2 separate regions of the Salmo salar genome follow, and region 1 is linked to region 2. Evidence: chromatin contacts called from public Hi-C data. All regions are on one chromosome and are shown on one strand. The core of a region is the stretch at or near the end of the contact, and the rest is flanking DNA. Distances in the headings are between cores, read along the strand shown. Region 1 holds the start of LOC106568157 (ankycorbin). Region 2 holds the start of plchb (1-acyl-sn-glycerol-3-phosphate acyltransferase theta-B).

Region 1 (4,163 bases), core at 1,279-3,778, 230 kb after region 2:
TAACAGGTGAGACACAAACAGCCAAATAACAGCGCAGTACAACAGTGGTGTGCAGACTGGCATCTCGGAACACACAACTCGTTGGTCTTTGTCATGGATGGGTTATTGCAGCAGACGACCACACTGGGTTCCAGTCCTATCAGCTTAAAACAAGAAGTGGCTCCAGTGGGCACGCGATCACCAACACTGGACAATTGAGAAGTGGAAAAACAATGCCTGGTCCAACAAATCCCAGTTCCTGTTGCATCAGGATTTGGCATAAGCAGCATGAGTCCATGGCCCCATTCTGCCTGGTATCAACGGTACAGGCTGGTGGCGGTGGTGTAATGGTGTGGGGAATGTTTTCCTGGCACACGTTAGGTCCCTTGATACCAATTGAGCAACATTTGAACGCCACAGCGTATCTGTAGCTGTTCTGGAGGCAAAAGGGGGTCTGACCCGGTAGTAGATGGGTGCTCCTAATAAACTGTCCACTGAGTGTATATATCTCTAGAGCAGAGCATCTTGCACTTTACAGCCCACACGCCCCTACACGATCTCAGCACCATAGTGAGGATGAATGAGTAGAGAGGAAATTACAGAGCATTACCACCATCTACTGGACAGATTTATAGAAAGCACTTCCCATAGTGTAACAGCACCAACAGTGTAATCCCTGCAGAGCGTGCAACATTGATGCAATCTCACTCTAGGTATTATGCAGTCCTGACAACAAAGCCCACATCGAAGGAGGGTTTTGGTGCAGTAATTGCCCATCTCTGTTAACAGTTAAACAGAATTGGAAAAAAAGGAGTAGACCGATACTATTCAATCCCTTTTTGCTCATGCCCTTCATCAATTGCTAAAGTCTTGCCATAAAACCCTCAGTGGATGATATTTCACTGCTATTACATCATGAATGAGACTGGAGCTATGATGCTCCTTTAATCTCCAGGGTAGAGTTAGCTCAATATGCAACATGCTGAGGCAAAGTTGAGGTCAGACTGGGAGAGGCTGTTCTTCAGTACTGGTCGTTGCGTTGAGACCTATAGGGTGTGCATGTTTTTGTTCCAGCCCAGTATTGTAGGCAGGCCCGGCCCGGCCCTAGCCTTTTCGGGCCCTGAGCGGGATCTACCTTGCAGGCAAAACATTTTAGTGTCCCTCCTGTTGATGACAGAGAGAAAAAAAATGTTTTAAAGAAAATGTCCTTCAATTTTACAATTTTACACCTTTTGCCATGGGACGTAGAGAAAGTGTTGCAGTTTTAAAACAAGCTTTCTGCAGTTCTACACAATTTGCCACGGGGCAGAGAGATTATTTTGCAATTTTATAACACATTTCATGCAATTCTACTCATTTTGCCATGGGGAAGTGAGAAAAAAATGTCAATTTTACAGCTAATTTCTTGCAATTCTACACATTTTGCCAGGACTTATGCCATATTGATGATATCTGAGTGAGAGTGACAAAAATCAATCGGAGCCAACTGGAAGTCCCCTGTGCACGTGCCTTCCGTGCCCAGTTGGTATTTATCCATTATTACTACAAGTTTAGATAGCTGGTTTGACTAATTTACCAATCTAAAATTGTTAGCTGACATACTGTAGCTTATTGAGTGACTGTCAGTGACTGACATAACAAGAGAAAAACTGATGATGAACAACCAAATTCCAACCTTGCACTATTCTAACTATCAACAGTAAGTTGAGAGCCAACTGAGTTCCTAAATATGTATATATATATTATTAAATATATTTATTTTCAAATTGGTCTGGGGCCTCCTAGTGGCCAGGGGCTCGAATAAGTGACCGCTTAAGTCGCTTATGTCTGGGGGCCTTGACTGTAGGACAAAAATCGAACCAGGCTGGTGAAAGCCTTTATGGCAATGTGGATTAGAAGACAGATGTAGGCTACCACTGTCAGAGGCAGCTTTTGTTGTTTCATTAATCCAGCCAAATGTCTTTGTAACATGGCTTCATGCATGATTCAAATGCTGTACGTCAACCATGAAATAGCCTATATATCTGGTGAGGCTAGATTGCACTGATGTATGGTTTCTAAATGTTTGTATAGTATAGTAAACCATTCTGCTGAGCTGAGAGAGCAAGAGCCTGATGATATCACAGATGTTCACGTGGGATAGACAGAGCATTAAAGCAGACAGAAACCATCTCAGAAGTAAAACAATTAATGTTAACAGCGATAGAATAGATTTGCATTGAAGAAAATATGAAAAATAGACAGAAGGGCAGTACACGGTCTATTTGTAGCTTATGCAGTAGTGTTGCTATTTTTGCGCATACCTATGGGGTGCAGCCTTTAGGAGAAATTGAATTCGCAGAAGTGTAGTGTGCTTTTGCGTATATGCTATTGCTGTCTACCTATTAGAGAAGTGTGATCAGTCACGTTGGTGTTGTAAACAGTGTTTACCTGTTGTAATTGTTGTCAAATATTACAATAAACACAAGACTATAATTCAATTGCACATTTAGCCTACAAAATGTTTATTCATGATTGGGAATATGCAGAAATATTTGGTCACGGGGGAGGAATGACGTCACCATTTCAACTCGAGTAACACTCAGAGTGAGCTAGCTTCCGAGCAAAGCGATAGGCACTTGAATAGTCCAACTTTTAATGTATTCAGCCTGAACCTAGCCAGCATAGCCTATCTAGGCGGGCTATTTGTTCACACTAGCTATTCCTTTTCTGTTTGTCGATTCTATTTTAATATATTTCTACCGACTGACAATTTAGTCAACTCTGTAGGCTGTCGAACAGAATATTACTGAGTCCCAACTTTTAAAGGGTAAGTGTGCAGTGTGTTCATACATTATTTACAAAGTTGATGCTAGACTGAATTGTTAGCTTGCTAGCTGTTCCTATCTTTCGCTAACGAGCAAGCGTGGTTGAATGATACAAATGTATCGGAGTAAAAATAAAATATGTTGGCGTTGGACGTTGTGCACTAGTTGTAGCAATTATATACAGAAATCTATTGCTACAGGCTAACGTTACTGTAACCACCTCAAAATAACTTCAAACCTTGCCATGGGACTCGCGATGGATACTTTGTATCAGCCTATACGTTCTGTCCCATAGTTTGTTTTTATTCATTAGTGCTGGGTAGGCTATTGCGCGGATGAGTGCAAGACACGTTTATATTGCAAATGGTTAATATTACACAGTTACACATGCATAATAATAAGGGCCAACTCTCAAATAAGTTACCATGAAATCAGAGAAAAGTGTTACATTTGCACATGTTACCTCTCCCTGTTGCACTTTAGAGACTAACTTAATTTTCATCAGTTAGACTTATTAAAAGTATAAGATGTGTAACTCATTTTTTTTGTTTCAGAGGCTCACCTGGACAAGTGGGAAACTGTATGGACCAGGCCTAAGATGAAGAGCTTTAAAGCAAAGTTTAGGAAGAGCGATGTAAGAACATGCATTACTTTTCAATGGGGTTTTGCGGTGGTGGTGGTATGTTCTTGCCTGACAGAATGCATTAATTCATTCATCGATCCATATGGCTCTGTGACTGTCATAGCAATGAAGCCCTCTGCCATAAAGTTATTTCAGTAATAGCCTCCATGGGTAGTTTCTCCATAGTTGTGACTGAATCATTTGGGAGTGACTTTTCCAGGCTGCGTTTCCTAAATATCCTACAGGGAGTGACTAACTTCCACTGAGTGTGACTCATCAGTAGTCACAGTTAAATAGTTGCCTACTTAAATAAAGTTTAAATAAAAAATTAAAACAGTGACCATAATCAGACGGCATCAGTGCCAGAGAGGAAGTGTGGCTATGAAGGGGGCGATTTAAACACTTTAAATTGGGTACATCTGTCATCTTGGATGATTATGTACCTAATGTGGAAGCTGGGGATAAACCAAAAGTCAGGCAACTAGAGTTTGTTTTCTTTGAACACATTACATTTCATAAATCAATGTACATTTCAGAACTGTTACAATGTTATTGACAGACAGATTTTTGAGGCAGAATACCTTCACTGAAATATGTAGGAGTTGAAGATTCCTTCTGAGTCACTGGAATACTTAGAGTTTTCAAGAGGCCCAAGGCAGTTTCGGGGTGTGATTGTCTATAGGAAAAGTACTCTGTTTAGTACTATTAATGTGCCCATATGACATACGGAAGATAAGACATACATAGATTAGAAA
Region 2 (3,812 bases), core at 374-2,873:
AAGGTTACTTACAAAATATACTTTTAAGAAGATAAATTGTAGAAATGGGCAGACTTTATTTATGATATTGTGGGTATAGAAGCTCGTGATGACCACTCCGCAACCCCACATCAGCTGAGCTGACCAATCATAAGCTGACCAATCATAAGCCACCACACTGACACACAGTCACATGTACAGGGTCTACTCTACTCCTTCCAGACAGAGCTGAATTCATTCAACCCCTCATACTACAAAACAATATGCTCTAAGAGCAGAACCAAGGACTCCACATAACAATGGGATGTTGGAAATGCAGTTCTGCTGAATTCAAATATTTCTCCTATAGACCATCAGAACTCAACTCAACTTACTGGATGTATAATTACCTTATTACTGTGTAATTAGCCTAATAATTATCACAGGGCTATTCACATTTCAGTTAGGGGCAAATACAAACTAAAGAGTATTGATTCAAATGGTATCATTCAGCATAGTGAAGGAACCATAGAAAATAATTGCTTAGTACAAAAGTTAATGAAAAAAATAAAGATTAGGCTACAGTTTGATAGTCATCCACAATAAGTTACACAGACAGGGTCCCTCCAGACCTCAGCATGAACTCATTCATCGATGGGTAGTGAGTGTAATGTCACTCACCATTGGGTAGCGGAGCAGGCACTGGCAGAGTGGGTCGATCCCTGTGTCCTCTCTGGATCCGAAGGGTGGCCCACTGCCCATAGAACAGATTTATTTTCAGCTGACCTCACACACAATGCTTTCTACATACTGCATCTTGCCCAACTGCCCCGCGTTCCCCGCATTGAACATTAACTATGTCAGTCTGTTCTACGGGGTCAGGGGGCAACATGAATACAGTATACAGAGCACAAAATCCTACATATAGTAGTGAATATAAATCCATGAAATATCCGATTAATGCATTTATACAAAAAAATATGTATCTTTTCATAAATCATCTGTTCGCAAACAGAATAACATAGTTCTTTATTAGATGCTATATGAGGTTATGCTTCAATAAAATGTTTCAGAATAAAATAAGAAATAGTGAGCTATATCGAACTTCCAGCAGTTACCTCCAATATCTTGACCAGAATCTGAATGTAGACCGAAGTGACCCCCAGGGAGAGGCCAAACATAGCTGGTATCATGATGAGCCCAATCATCACGGAGAACCACACCTGCAGCAACAAAGTCGCTATACTCCACAGGTCATCCATCCCTCCCTCAGAGAGGTCTGTCATGCACTGGTATGGCACATATGGTTCAAGTTATCTACAGAAGAGAGACATAACGTTTATTAGCTATTCATTCCAAATAAGCATTATATTTTCTTTTTATAATAGAGGAGACTGAATTCATATTTTTGACTTGGGCCTAGCTAGGTAGTTAGCTATGTAAAGTTAGCTAGGTAAACAGGATCTGAAACGGGATATGAACACCGAAATAGCCTAGCTAACTATACAGCCAAGCCGAGAAGAGAACCACTAGAAATAGCTTACATTATTGAGCCTACCATATCCGAGTTTGACTGCAGAACATGAAATGTTTCCAAATGTATTAAAGAGAAATAGTAACCTGAAGACCTCTTCGTTGTCTTAGCGAGTTTTCCATTCTTCTGTACGTCGCTGTAGCGGTAGTGGTCGCAGGTTGCAACCCAACAGTGTAGTCAGCCACAGGACAGTGCGCAAGATCTGCTGTAAAAATAAAACCAGGACGTCACTAGTTACCACATTCACAAAGTCATAAACCGCGCCTATTTCTACAATGCATCTACAATACAATGCATCTTCGCAGTGGTGAAAAAAGTACCCCATTTTCATACTTGAGTAAAAGTAAAGATACTTTAATAGAAAATAACTCAAGTAACAGTGAAAGTCACCCAGTAAAATAATACTTGAGTAAAAGTCTAAAAGTATTTGGTTTTAAATATACTTAAGTATTAAAAGTAAATGTCATTGCTAAAATATACTTAAGTAAAAGTATAAATACATTTCAAATTCCTTATATAAAGAAAACCAGATGGCATACTTTTCTTGTTTTTTATTTATTTACTGATAGCCAGAGGCACTCTCCAACACATAATTTACAAACTAAGCATTTGTGTTAGTGAGTCCGCCAGATCAGAGGCAGTAGGGATGACCAGGGTTGTTGATACGTGTGTGAATTAGACAATTGTCCTGTCCTGCTAAGCATTCAAAATGTACATTTGGGTGTCATGGAAAATGTATGGAGTAAAAAGTGCATACTTGTATTTAGGAATGTAGTAAAGTTGTCAAAAATATAAATAGTAAACTTAAGTACAGATACACAAAAAAACTACTTAGGTAGTACTTTCAAGTGTTTTTACTTAAGTAATTCACACCACTGTATCTTCCTAAAAAGTGATTTTTAACCGAACTCTAACATTAACCAAACAGCTAACCGTATGCCTAACCCTAAACATAAATTAAGAACAAAAGCAATTTTCTGTTAATATACATTTTTTTACGAAAAAGCCATTTTGACTTTATGGCTGTGGTAACTAGTGGAAATAATAAAACCACTCCCCCCACTGGCGAGTTGCTCGAAAAAAGTTCAGCTTTCGTGCATATTCAGCTGCGCAGAAAAAAAACGCTGTTTTTACGCAATCGTAACACCAAATATATTTATAACTAACCCGAGATAGTTTATCTGTGACGTTTACAGTTGGAGGAAATTAAGCATAGTGGGCAGAACAAGCAAGGAGGTGGGCAAAGCCAAACACGAGCTAGCGAGATCCTATTGGCGTGTATTTTCATATTTCAGTTAGGGAATGTCTTCTCTATGAAATGCGCGTATGCATTAACGCAATTCGACATTGCACTTCTTCTAAACAACGCCATTTTATAAAAAAGTTGGCAAAGCGTCAAGTCTATTCAACTTAGTGCACTGTGTTCGTAACAGATTGTAGTTTTGGGAACAGAACAATGTATTGGAGATCAGATTTTTCATCGATGATAAAATTAGCAGAATGTCGGTCCAGTTTCACCTAGTTACATCCTCTCCCACTACCCGCGACTGAACTTCCTCTCGCTACCATATTTGGTGGTGAGAAAACGTTCTAAACGGATGCTTCAGCTTTATAGCCCCTGTGACGTGTCTGGATTACTCCTTATGTTTGTGTGGTAACACTTTTGATGTTGTCTTTCTGACAAAAAGAAGCATGGAGGACTCAAACTCTTATATTCGCGTCTCTGGATTTGTTCTTGGTTCATTGATGTTTCAGCACTTGAACAGTGACTCTGATGTGGTAAGCAGTTGGCTAGATCGCTAGCTAACTAGCTACGTTAGCTAGTTAGCTAACACCACAACAGATAGGTCTGACCAAATAGCTTACCTATTCAGATACTGGTTATTATATTAAACTGACTGTACACATGTATGTAACGTTACCTCATAACATTTTGCAGGAAGGTCTCATTCTCGGGGAGACCAAAGCTGAAGAGCGAAGCAACATCACTGACTCTCAAATCGACAACATACAGTTTGAGCATACAATAAGTGAGTCATCAGCTGTGTACTTACATTTTATAATATCATCTTGGTGTGTGCTGACTGTTGTCTCACCCTGCTTTCTGTTCCAGACATTCAGAAACACATATCATGTCGCAAGCTCAATAGGTAAACTGCAGAGACTAAAGGTTTCTTAAAATTGTGATTCAGCTGTGTGTGTAACTATTTCAACAGTATATCACTTACTATCATAGATCATTTCTGGAAGCATGTCACTTAAACAAATCTATTTTTCTCTCCACCTCCCTTAGCTTCTATAATAGAATAGGGGAGGTGAA

The links. Hi-C and Micro-C count contacts between places; a contact is called where the count stands out from the background.
Region 1: a contact with region 2 is called in a Hi-C map of muscle, with 3 times the contacts expected there. The contact joins the promoter of LOC106568157 here to the promoter of plchb in region 2. A contact is called at or near these places in 2 of 3 Hi-C or Micro-C datasets (gill and muscle).

Annotation. Positions count from the first base shown.
Region 1 is chrssa13:94,333,316-94,337,478 of Ssal_v3.1, forward strand. LOC106568157 (ankycorbin) reads left to right here and starts at 2,529. Exons shown (of 18, transcript XM_014138236.2): 1 at 2,529-2,788; 2 at 3,341-3,420. The coding sequence starts at 3,385.
Region 2 is chrssa13:94,106,418-94,110,229 of Ssal_v3.1, forward strand. It overlaps plchb (1-acyl-sn-glycerol-3-phosphate acyltransferase theta-B), which reads right to left and starts at 1,624. Exons shown (of 6, transcript NM_001141489.2): 1 at 1,579-1,624; 2 at 1,077-1,275; 3 at 640-712. The coding sequence starts at 1,244. LOC100194936 (Coiled-coil domain-containing protein 98) reads left to right here and starts at 3,097. Exons shown (of 9, transcript NM_001139965.1): 1 at 3,097-3,271; 2 at 3,432-3,522; 3 at 3,606-3,642; 4 at 3,786-3,812. The coding sequence starts at 3,185.